2 separate regions of the Mus musculus genome follow, and region 2 is linked to region 1. A link is a contact called in public targeted proximity ligation data. All regions are on one chromosome and are shown on one strand. The core of a region is the stretch at or near the end of the contact, and the rest is flanking DNA. Distances in the headings are between cores, read along the strand shown.

Region 1 (4,971 bases), core at 2,147-4,646:
ATTTGCACCTTTCATTGTTGGCATGTGAAAAAGGGTGCTAAGACTGAGAAGTCACAATTTAGGGCAAATTGTACAGATTATGAAATAATCTGAAATTGACAGTGTTAAAAAAAACTAATTTATTAGCCAGGAAGAATATTCAATAATTGAAACTTTTAAGTGACTTAACAATATGTCGATGAATGAAAACGCTTCGTCGAGAGGGAGAAACTTCAGGTAAATTGGTAAATGTAGTCTAGGCACACAATCACAGTTTTGGTTCCCTTTGGTTGTACAATTGAGTGGTAAAGTCATTCATTCATTCATTCATTCATTTACTATTTCATTCATCGGACACAAGAAAGACCATTGAACTCAGGGTGGGAATGTTTGAACTCCAGGCAAGCACTTCTTTTTGGTGGGGTCTCCTTTTTTTATGGCCCTGGGCATCAGACCAAGGGCACACTCTACCACTGAGCCATCTCTGACCTGCACACTGGACACTAGCCAGCATTACCTAAATAACGGATAACCTTGGATATCCCAGCTCTAACCATTCAGGTCTCAGCTTCCTTAGCCATGGCAAGTAGCAGGACACTGGCTTTCTAGTTTCAAGGTGCTTCAACTTTCTAATACCAGACTTTGATCATTTGTGAGGTCTGAAAGCCATGGTCTTGACAGGTATGGGACAGGCAGTCATGGCCATGATTTCTTTTCCTGCCTTCCTTTCCTCCCCAGCAGTCTGAAAACCCTGGATACATCAATTCCTTCCAGTGCCCAATTTTGAGAGCTATGTAAAATTAAGTTGAATTAAGTCCTGATAGAACTAAGGATCTCATGTCGTGGCATCAATGTTCATAAATGAACAAGGGTGGAAAAGAGCTCAGCCCACCTCCTGGAATGACAGGAAGCATGGCCAACTGAAGGGAGAAATGGGGGTGATGATGCTCGCATGGATACTGTGAGGTCCTGTCTGTCCATCAGCTTTCCATTTCTGTGACAAGGATGGAGATAATCACCGAGAACAGAGAACATGGCTTTTGGCCCAGGGCTTTAGAGGTTCAGTCCACAAGTGAGCAGATCTATTGCTTTTCAGCCTCTCGGGGAGGAAAGGTTAGGACTACCATCTGGTAGGAGTGTATGGCAGAGCAGTCTTGTACATGGCCAGGAAAAGAGGGAGGGGACAAAGGCACACCCCAATGACTTAACTCCTCCTACAAGTCCCCAGCTCTTAAAGGTTCCACTGCCTGTTCATGGTAGGCTGGAGACCAAGTCTTTCACTGCTGGGACTTTGAGTACCACATCTCTGACTCCCAGCAGAGACCCTGCTAGCCTGCAATTACACTGCATCTGGGAGCAAACGTACTAGTCACCAACTAACTGCATTGGAGCAGATCTCAGGCCTTTGTATAGCCTTCGGCTGGCTGTGGAGTTGTTGCTCCGGGCCTCGGGTGAACCAGAAGGGCTGGTTGTGCTTCTTTTGTGGAAATGAAGGTGTGCAGGAGTGGATTATGAAGGCAGCAGAGCTTATGTCTTTTCCGTCTTGGGTTCCACGAACCAGTTCTAAATTTTAAGCCAGCCTGCTGAGAACTACAGGTAGCTATCTGCCTCAAGCTCCTTGTAGACAGCTAGCGTGTGCAGCTGGGCCCAACAGGGATTAAATATACAAGCCTCTGAGACCTCTCAACTCCCAGACATAAGCATTTAGACATTCTAACTGTGGGATAGCGAGAGGGTCGATGGTTAAAAACACTCGCTGCCAAGCCTGGTTGTCTGAGTTCAGTCCCTGGAACCCCCATGGGGAGAGAGAACATGCTTCTGTAACTTGTCCCCTAACCACCCCCCAACACACTCACATACATGCATACATACATACATGCATGCATACATACATACAGAGAGACACAAACACAAACAATAAAAGAAAACAATTAAATTTTGTTTAATTTTTGTTAATATCAGATCTTAATTCTTTGAATGACGGTCAAATAAAGTAAACCAAAGCATAAAAGGGATTAAACAACTGAAAAATGACAACTCTTCCTGCTGTGTTTGCAGTCTTCCTAGGGACCACTGATCCAATCAATTTAATTGAGGCAGGGGCTCATGTAGCCCAGGATGATCGTCAAGTCCAGAGCTATCTGAGGATGAGTTTGAACCTCTGATCTTCCTCGTTCTCCAGTTCTCCTTATCCTGAATGCTGGGACTTGCCATCACGCCTGATGTGTTAGTCTGAACAATTAGGTTTGAATCTCTTACATCCTCTTGCTGTAGGCAGACAAGTTGCTCCAGCCTTGTGAGCATGTGCGCTTCTGAAGGGTTGGTGCTGTGGGGATTTTTTAGTTTGTTTGTTGGCCTGTAGCCCTTTAAAGGTCATTTTGCTAGCTGGATATTACCATATACTTTCCTTTTCCCCTCTGTTTCATCCCTTGCTTTTGTATGAAAAGAGTCTTTTGAAAAGGTTAATAGAGAGAAACCTTTCTTGTATACTCATACGCTGGCGTGTTTTATTCATAGCAGTGTTTTATTCATAGGATCATCCCTTTCCAGGGAAACATGGCGGCCACAACAGCAGGTTTCCTATCCTGTCCTTGTGATAGGGTCACTTTGCACCCAAGCTTCCATTCAAAACCATCTTAGGGAACATAGTAAGTGTGAGTGTGAGTGTGTGTGTGTGTGTGTGTGTGTGTGTGTGATGATCAGATCAAGGCAATTTGGCTTAATTACCACCTCAAGATTTTGTATTTCCTTGTGTGAGAAACATTCAAAATCTTGAGGCATTTCCTTCCTTCCTTCCTTCCTTCCTTCCTTCCTTCCTTCCTTCCTTTTTCTTTTTGTGTATGTATCTGTTTGTGTGTGATGTGTGTATGTGTGTACAATGTCCACACCAGTGGTGCATGAATGGAGTCTAAGATCAGCCTTGAATGACACTTCTCATCTTCCACCTTGTTTGAGGCAGGTCTCTTGTTTGTAGATGGCCCACAAGTTTCTGGGGGATTCTCTTATCTCTTCTGTAAGAGAGTTGGAATTATAGGGTCATACGGTGCCCAACTTTCTGTAGGCTTTGGAGATTTGAACTCAGGCCCTTGCCCTTGCTCAGCAAGTACCTTACCCACTGAGCCAACCCCTACTGTCCAGAGGTAAATTCTAAAAGAATCTTTTAGATAAGCTTTAAGAAGCTGTGAGATTCCATTCGGAGTGGTGAAATCTCTCACAGGGTCCATTCATTGTAGACTATGGAGGTAAGCTGTCCATATAGAATCTTGATCTACCTAGGGTATGTTGTAGAGTCTAGACAGTTCTTCACAGGTAATGATGGTCATGAAACTTGGGTACTTCAGTAGAACCATGGTATTGTATTGACAAATACTTCAGAAAGCAAAACTGTTTAATCTACTGAGTCATTCTCCTCACTTCCGGGAGAAAAGGGCTTGGAGACTAACTGTTGAAGGATGGTGGCCCCACCCTGCCGAAGCCTGGGGACTGTACATTTCCCAAAGGCACATTCTTTGGCTCTCAGTCATCTACAAAACCACAGTTGCTTTTAGAAATTAATTAGCTTGTCCTGTTTTTCCTTCCCTCCTCCACAACATAGCTTACCCATATGCTCTCAGTCAGGACACTGGCACTTCCCTGGCTTCTTTTCTGGTCACTGGTTTCTCTCTGTTCCTAAGACCAGTCCAAGTGGCATATTTATGCCTTCTCCAACAACTGATAGATTGATGGATGTTGAATATGCTTTTTCAGCATTGGCCACTGAAAGAGATGGAAGGAGGTTAGAGACATCTTGGAATAACAAAGCCTCTGTCTGTTAATCCTGAAAGGGGCCACGGTGATTGGCCCATCTTCCGTTGTTCAGGAAGGATTACACTTAGAATTCTTTCATGTGCCCTGTGGGTGGATCTAGGTAAAGGAACAACTGCTCCACACATTCCTGATACTGAACTGAACACAACCGGTTTGTAGCTCCTGTTATCCAGATAAATTGATGTGTTTGAATTCTTCTATTTGAAAAGAACTACATGAAGCCGCTGCCCTTCCTGCTGAAGATTCATATGTGAAACGTGTACTGGTCTATAACACAGATACTACCCAGAACACTGTGGCATGACAACCGTCTCCCTACTCACGGCAAGCTTCGGTGGAACAGCTGCTCTGTTGAACAGGGCTGTACTTTGAGCACAGTTTTCGTTCAAAAAAAACAGCTGTGGGACATCTGCCACTTTAAGCCTTTATCAACTGACTTCTAATTGGCCATTACAGAGTAAAGGCCCTGGGCTTTAGAGCCAGCCATACCTGAGGAATTCTAATTGCCATTTCTTGTTTTCTAATTGCTTATGAGCAAATAAAATCTCCGGTTTCGGTGTTCTAAGTAATACTCAGTGCTGGTTAGTTTCTTTCAACTTGACACAAACTAGAGTCACCTGGGAAGAGGGAACCTCAGTTGAGGAGTTACTCGGATGAGATTGGCCTGCAGGCAAGGCTGTGGGGGCATTTTCTTGATTAATGATTGATATGGGAGGGCCTGGTCCACTGTGGGTGGTGCCATCTCAGGGCAGATGGTCCTGAGTTGTATGAGGAAGCAAGCCAAGCAGGGATGATGAACAAATCAGTAATTGCTGTCCCTTCATGGTCTCTGCTTCAGTTCTCATCTCCAGGGTCTAGCCTTGGCTTCTCTTTATGATCATTTGTGAACAGAGCATGTAAGACAAATGCAGTTTTTCCTCTCCTCAGGTTGCTTCTGGTCATGGTGTGTTTTATCACAGCAACAGAAACACAAAATAGGATGGCCTCTCCTACCTTGCAGGGTGACTTGTGGATCAGGTGGAAATGCAGAAGGCCTTGCACATAGGAATTCTAAATTTCCTCTCCTGTTTGATAAGTTGCCAGTGTCAGGAGCCATGGTGAAAACACCTAACACGGCTGTTCTCCTAGGCCTCCGACACTAGAATGAGATGCATGAGATGCAAGCTAGTACCTCGTTGGAAGCGT
Region 2 (5,110 bases), core at 78-2,577, 520 kb after region 1:
TAGCGCTAGAAAGTGTTTGTTTTATTTCAATTTCTTGGTATTACCACGATGGAGTTCTCAGACTGTACTTGGCTCAGACTATGCCGTCTCATGTAGCCCAAGCTGGCCTCAAACTCACTGTATAGCCAAGGATGATTTAAGCTCCTGATCTTCCTTCTGCCCCATCTGCTTGGATTACGGGCTACCATGGCCAGTTTACACGGTACTGGGAATCAAAATCCCAGCTTTGTGCATGCAATGAAAGTCCTTTACAAACCGAGTTTCCTCACCAGCCCTCAGAACTCACTTTGATAGGAGCTTTCTATTCCTGCAGTCCCTACCACATCCTGGATTATAAACGGAAAAGAGAAAGAGAAATGCATTGCTTTAGGGCCTGGGAGGGGGGAGTCCCACTGGTGTCTTATTTTCCCCTGGATACCACCTCTCAGAGCCAGTCGTTCAGCCTCACCAGAAATAAATGCTGTGAGTTTATCCCCCACAGTGTCAAGGTCTCCCCACCTGTCTTGAAGCCTCCATTCTGGCCAATACATTTACCTATGTTTAGAGTCCATGTTTCCTTTGATGAAGCTTTTCCCATTAGGGTCATTTATCAAAGGATTTATGACCCTCAAGGTAAAGTTCTCTGCAACAGGGCCTGAAGGATGATCCCCACACATTAAGAGCACTTCAGGTGCATTAATGTCCCCAGCCCCTGGATTTATTGCAACACAGTAAAGTCTCTCTTCAGAAAGCACACTCTTAGTCCCATTTATCCAGCAGCCGTTTCTAGAAAGAGATTAGGAGTCAAATGATTTGGGGGGGGCGGGCAGTCAAAGAATGCCATCTTTCTAATTAGTGTGTTAAACACAGGAACACCTAATACAAATATTTGGCTATGTGGTCAAGCAGTGACTCTCAGGTCACCAGCAGAACTTTACAGGGGACCCTGAGGGCCCTGCACAATCATCTTCTTGGTTATGACTTCTCAATTGCTCTTCATTGCCAGCACACTGCACTCGGACATAAAGAAAAATCTGCTGAACTAGGGCACTGCCCTGGCTAAAGTGTTTACTCTCTCCTTGAAATGAATAGTGGTCCTGGAAGCCTTTCTGTTTCGTTGGCGGGAGCAGCTTTGCATAAGGTTAGCCCTCCTAACATAGCCTAATGACTCACTGATTTAAAATGCATCCTGGGTAGGTGCCAGGCTTGTGTGGTCACCATGAGAGAGGAAGAAGGGGAAACCTATTTAAAAGTATCTTAGGATAGAAGGATGCCACACCCCCTACTTGGTTACAGTGTAGATTCTGCATATAGTTTTACTAAATGTAGCGGTGGAGAAGATGTTAGTCATGCTTTCTGCTCTGCTGGAGCCCTGGCTCACAAGTAAGACGCAGTGTTTCACTCCATGGGGCTCTGGTGTGCTGGGGTTGCTTCTGGGCGGAAATGAAAGGCAGTTGTGCAGTGATATGAGAAAAATCCTCGCGGCCTGGACTGGTCACAGAGGGCAGAAGCAGCAGAGATGGAAAATATAAATTCTAGGCTCAGTGCCAAGCCTAGTTAGTGGTGCACACCTGTAATTCCAGCGTTCAGGAGGTCAACCTGGGTGACAGAATGAGACCTTCTTTTAAAAAGTAAAACAAACAAACAAATGCTAATTGTTTAATTTAAAAAGCCTTATGAATAAGATTTGGGGGAAGTGCGTTTCACTTCCTATCACTCTTAAGTGGACTCGCACCTTTTCTGTAAGATTTTACTCAGGACTGTCTGTAAATGCTATATTAAGTAAACTCTGAAATGCCTCCGTTTTACAATGCTTTCTCTCATTATCACCCCACTAAACTGCTGTTCCACCTGCACAATAGCTGAATGAGAGGACTTTGTAAAACCTTCTAGAATAATCCTCAGACATCATAAGCTTCAATTCATCTTGGTATGCCCAGAGCCTAATCCCATGTATGGCCTATAGTACATATTCATTAAATTTATTTTTAATTTTATTTATCAGTGTGCCTCTGTGCATCTGTGTGTGTGTGTGTGTGTGTGTGTGTGTGTGTGTGTGTGTGTGTGTGTGTGTGTGTTCTGGCTTGCAGGTGCCATGGTGTTCATGCAGAAGTCAGAAGTCAGTTTAATTCCTCTACCACAGGATGTGGGATTTGAACTTGTGTCTTTAAGCTTGTACAGCATGCACTTTTACTCACTGAGCTATCTCAATGGCCCAGGTAATGAATGCATTCAATGATTTTTTTAAATGCATGGACAGAGAGAATAGACAATTATCAATTTAATATATGTTTTAAAGTATAGATCTTCCTTACAAGTATTGAGACGATTTTTACTGTCATTAATGGATACATTGGCCTAAATACGAGTAGGATCCCCCAAAGACTTTAAAAGTTTGATGGCCAGGTATCCTAGTTAGCTTTAACTGTCAACTTAATATAACCTAGCATCCCCTGAGAAGAAAGTCTCAACTGAAGGATTGCACAGAGCAGATTGGTCTGTTGAGTGAGGGGGTTGTCTTGATCGTCAGTTGATGCAGAAAGTCCCAGCCCACTGTAGGCAGTACCATTCCCTAGGTAGGTGGTCCTGGGCTGTATAAGGAAGCTGGCTGAGCCAATGCCTGAGCAGACCACCAAGCACCATTCTTACATGGTTTCTGATGTACCTACTTGGATGTGAGTTCTCAGATCATAGATTTTGCTGTGTGAAACAGTAAAACACTTCTTGTTCCTGCCCTGTCATCCTTCAGTAGTGGACTGTGACCTCAAACTAGAAGCCAAATTAACACTTTGCTACCCAAGTTGGTTTTGGTCAGAGTGTTTTATCACAGCAACACAAATGAAACAACAGAGCAATGTTACTGGGGCATGCTATGGACTTTTAAGAGGTGGAGCTTACTACAAAGACCTCCGCTGATAAAGGCTTGTCCCTAAAGGGGATTATGGAACTCTGGCATTCCTCCTCTTTGCTGCCTAGCTCCTGACTTGGGTAGTTTCTTTTACACTTCTGTAGCATGTAGCTTCCAGAGGCAGGAGTGCAACTGGCAGCCCTATGTTGAGATCTAGTCTCTGGATCATGCATGGATAAAAATAACCTTTTATCTAAATTAAAATAATTTAATTTTAGTACAGTGGTCCAGAGTGGACTAACACAGTGGATATGAGCTATCAGCTTTCCCCTGAGGCGGTCTGAAGTGCTGAGCAATTCTGCAGCATGAAGTACAGCCAGAAACAATAATGATGATAATAATAGTATCAATCATATAATTATAAAAATTAATAAAATTATTATTTTCCCTCTCTCATCTCATTCTTATGTAGCCCAGGCTGGGCCTCGAACTCACTCTCTGCCCAGTTTATGCAATGCAGGGGGCTGGATGCAGGGCTTCAACTCTGCTAGGCAAGCAGCAAGCACTCTACCACGGGAGCTACATCTCCACCCCTGTGTCAGGGATGCTCATTCTTTTCCTACTCCGCCTCCACTCTAGGTCCAACCCCTTGTAAAGCCAATGTGTCCCCTAGCAAAGAATACTTGGGACACTTTGCTTTGAGAACTGCTGGGGATTTGGTGTGGATCAGAGGACATCGAGAGGCAGGCTGTTTAAACCGCTTGTTTAATTTTCCAAACTCTGCCAGGTATGCCATCTCCTTCCTAAAAATTATATAATTTCCACCATTACAAAAAAAGACTTCCTTCGACTGTTTTCTCACAGTAATGGTCTTAAATAAATAAATAAATAAATAAATAAACATCCTAAATTTTCATTAATGGTTAAATAGACTAAGGACAGCCTTAAAAAAAATAAGGCTGGTAAATCTGTCCATGAAGTCATAATTTGGCAGATTGAAACAAGAAAGGTAGATAGAAAGAAATATATGTCACATTGTTGTTGTTGTTGTTGTTGTTGTTTCTGCACTACTGGGAATGGAACCCACAACCTTAAGTATGTAAGGTAAACTCTCTCTCTCTCACTGAGCTACATCTCCAGCCCTTACTTTGCTGGGTTTGAAACATCAAATTTGCCTTTCTGGATATGGATAGTCTTATACATATAAAAGCAGGGAACCAGATCTCAGGACATGACAATGATAGCAGTAGCTGCTTCTAGGGGGAGAGTAAGGCAAGGTGGTTGGTTGTCTTAGTTAGGGGTTGTACTGCTGAGAACAGACACCATGACCAAGGTGGGATCATGGCAGCGTCCAGGCAGGTGTGGTGCAGGAGGAGCTGCGAGTTCTACAATTTCATCTGAAGGCTATTAGGAGAAGACTGGCTCTCATGTAATTAGGAGGAGGGTCTTAAAGCCCATGCCCATAATGACACACTTCCTCCACTAAGGCCACACCCACTCCACCAAGACCACACCTCCTAATAGTGGCACTTCCTGGGCCAAGCATATTCAAACCACCACAGGGTTCAAAGGGGCTTCTAATGTGTTCCCTGCTGGCTAGTTTTCATAGCACTGCTTGCTATATGGACTGCTGGGGGAGATGCCCTCAGTGGTATCCAGCAGCAAATCCTGAATACTACAATACAGACGTTCCGGGCAGGAGGTATTACTGGTAAAATAGTGGTATGACTGTTAATAGGGACAACCAACCCACTTGGGATTGACTTGAGGCCTGCTCTACTAGAGGGAGTTCATGCCTGGAACGGTAAACTTAATCAAAAGCCCACATGTGGGAAGGTCATAGGCCCTAAGGGCACCTTCCTCGGTTGTTTTACAGAACGGGCCCTTTCTCAAACTGCTTCTAAATACTTTTGATCCCGTATATTAGTACTGCTCTCAATCTAGGCCAGAGAAACTTCTCCAACAGAGGCCTGCAAACTTGCCCTTCAATAGCCCTAGGGAAGGCCAGCACACATTCCTGCCCTCCTCTTCCTCAATTTAGCACCAAGAAAGACAGGCACTCAACGGCTCAATTTAAATGACTTTTCCCCCCCATGTTATCTATTCTGAATACAGTATTCACTTCTTAAAAACAAAAAAGCAAACAAACAAACAAAAAAAAAAAAACCAACTCTGATTTGGATTTCTGTCCCTTGTTCTCTTTTAAAGTTAACACCTCGTTCTCGGAACTCCACAAACTCCCAGAAGCCTCCTCTCCGGGCCTGCCCTCCTCTCCGCTATCTT

What was found.
Region 2: a contact with region 1 is called in a targeted proximity ligation map of pancreatic cancer cells. A contact is called at or near these places in 1 of 39 promoter capture datasets (hippocampal neurons) and 3 of 130 datasets of targeted methods (bone marrow-derived macrophages, pancreatic cancer cells and vascular smooth muscle cells).

Annotation. Positions count from the first base shown.
Region 1 is chr19:38,036,961-38,041,931 of GRCm38.p6, reverse strand. The region is part of intron 1 of Myof (myoferlin); the gene reads left to right. Among named protein-coding and RNA genes, the nearest start is that of Myof, 4.1 kb to the left of the region's middle.
Region 2 is chr19:37,511,213-37,516,322 of GRCm38.p6, reverse strand. No RefSeq gene overlaps it. Among named protein-coding and RNA genes, the nearest start is that of Gm32294, 20 kb to the right of the region's middle.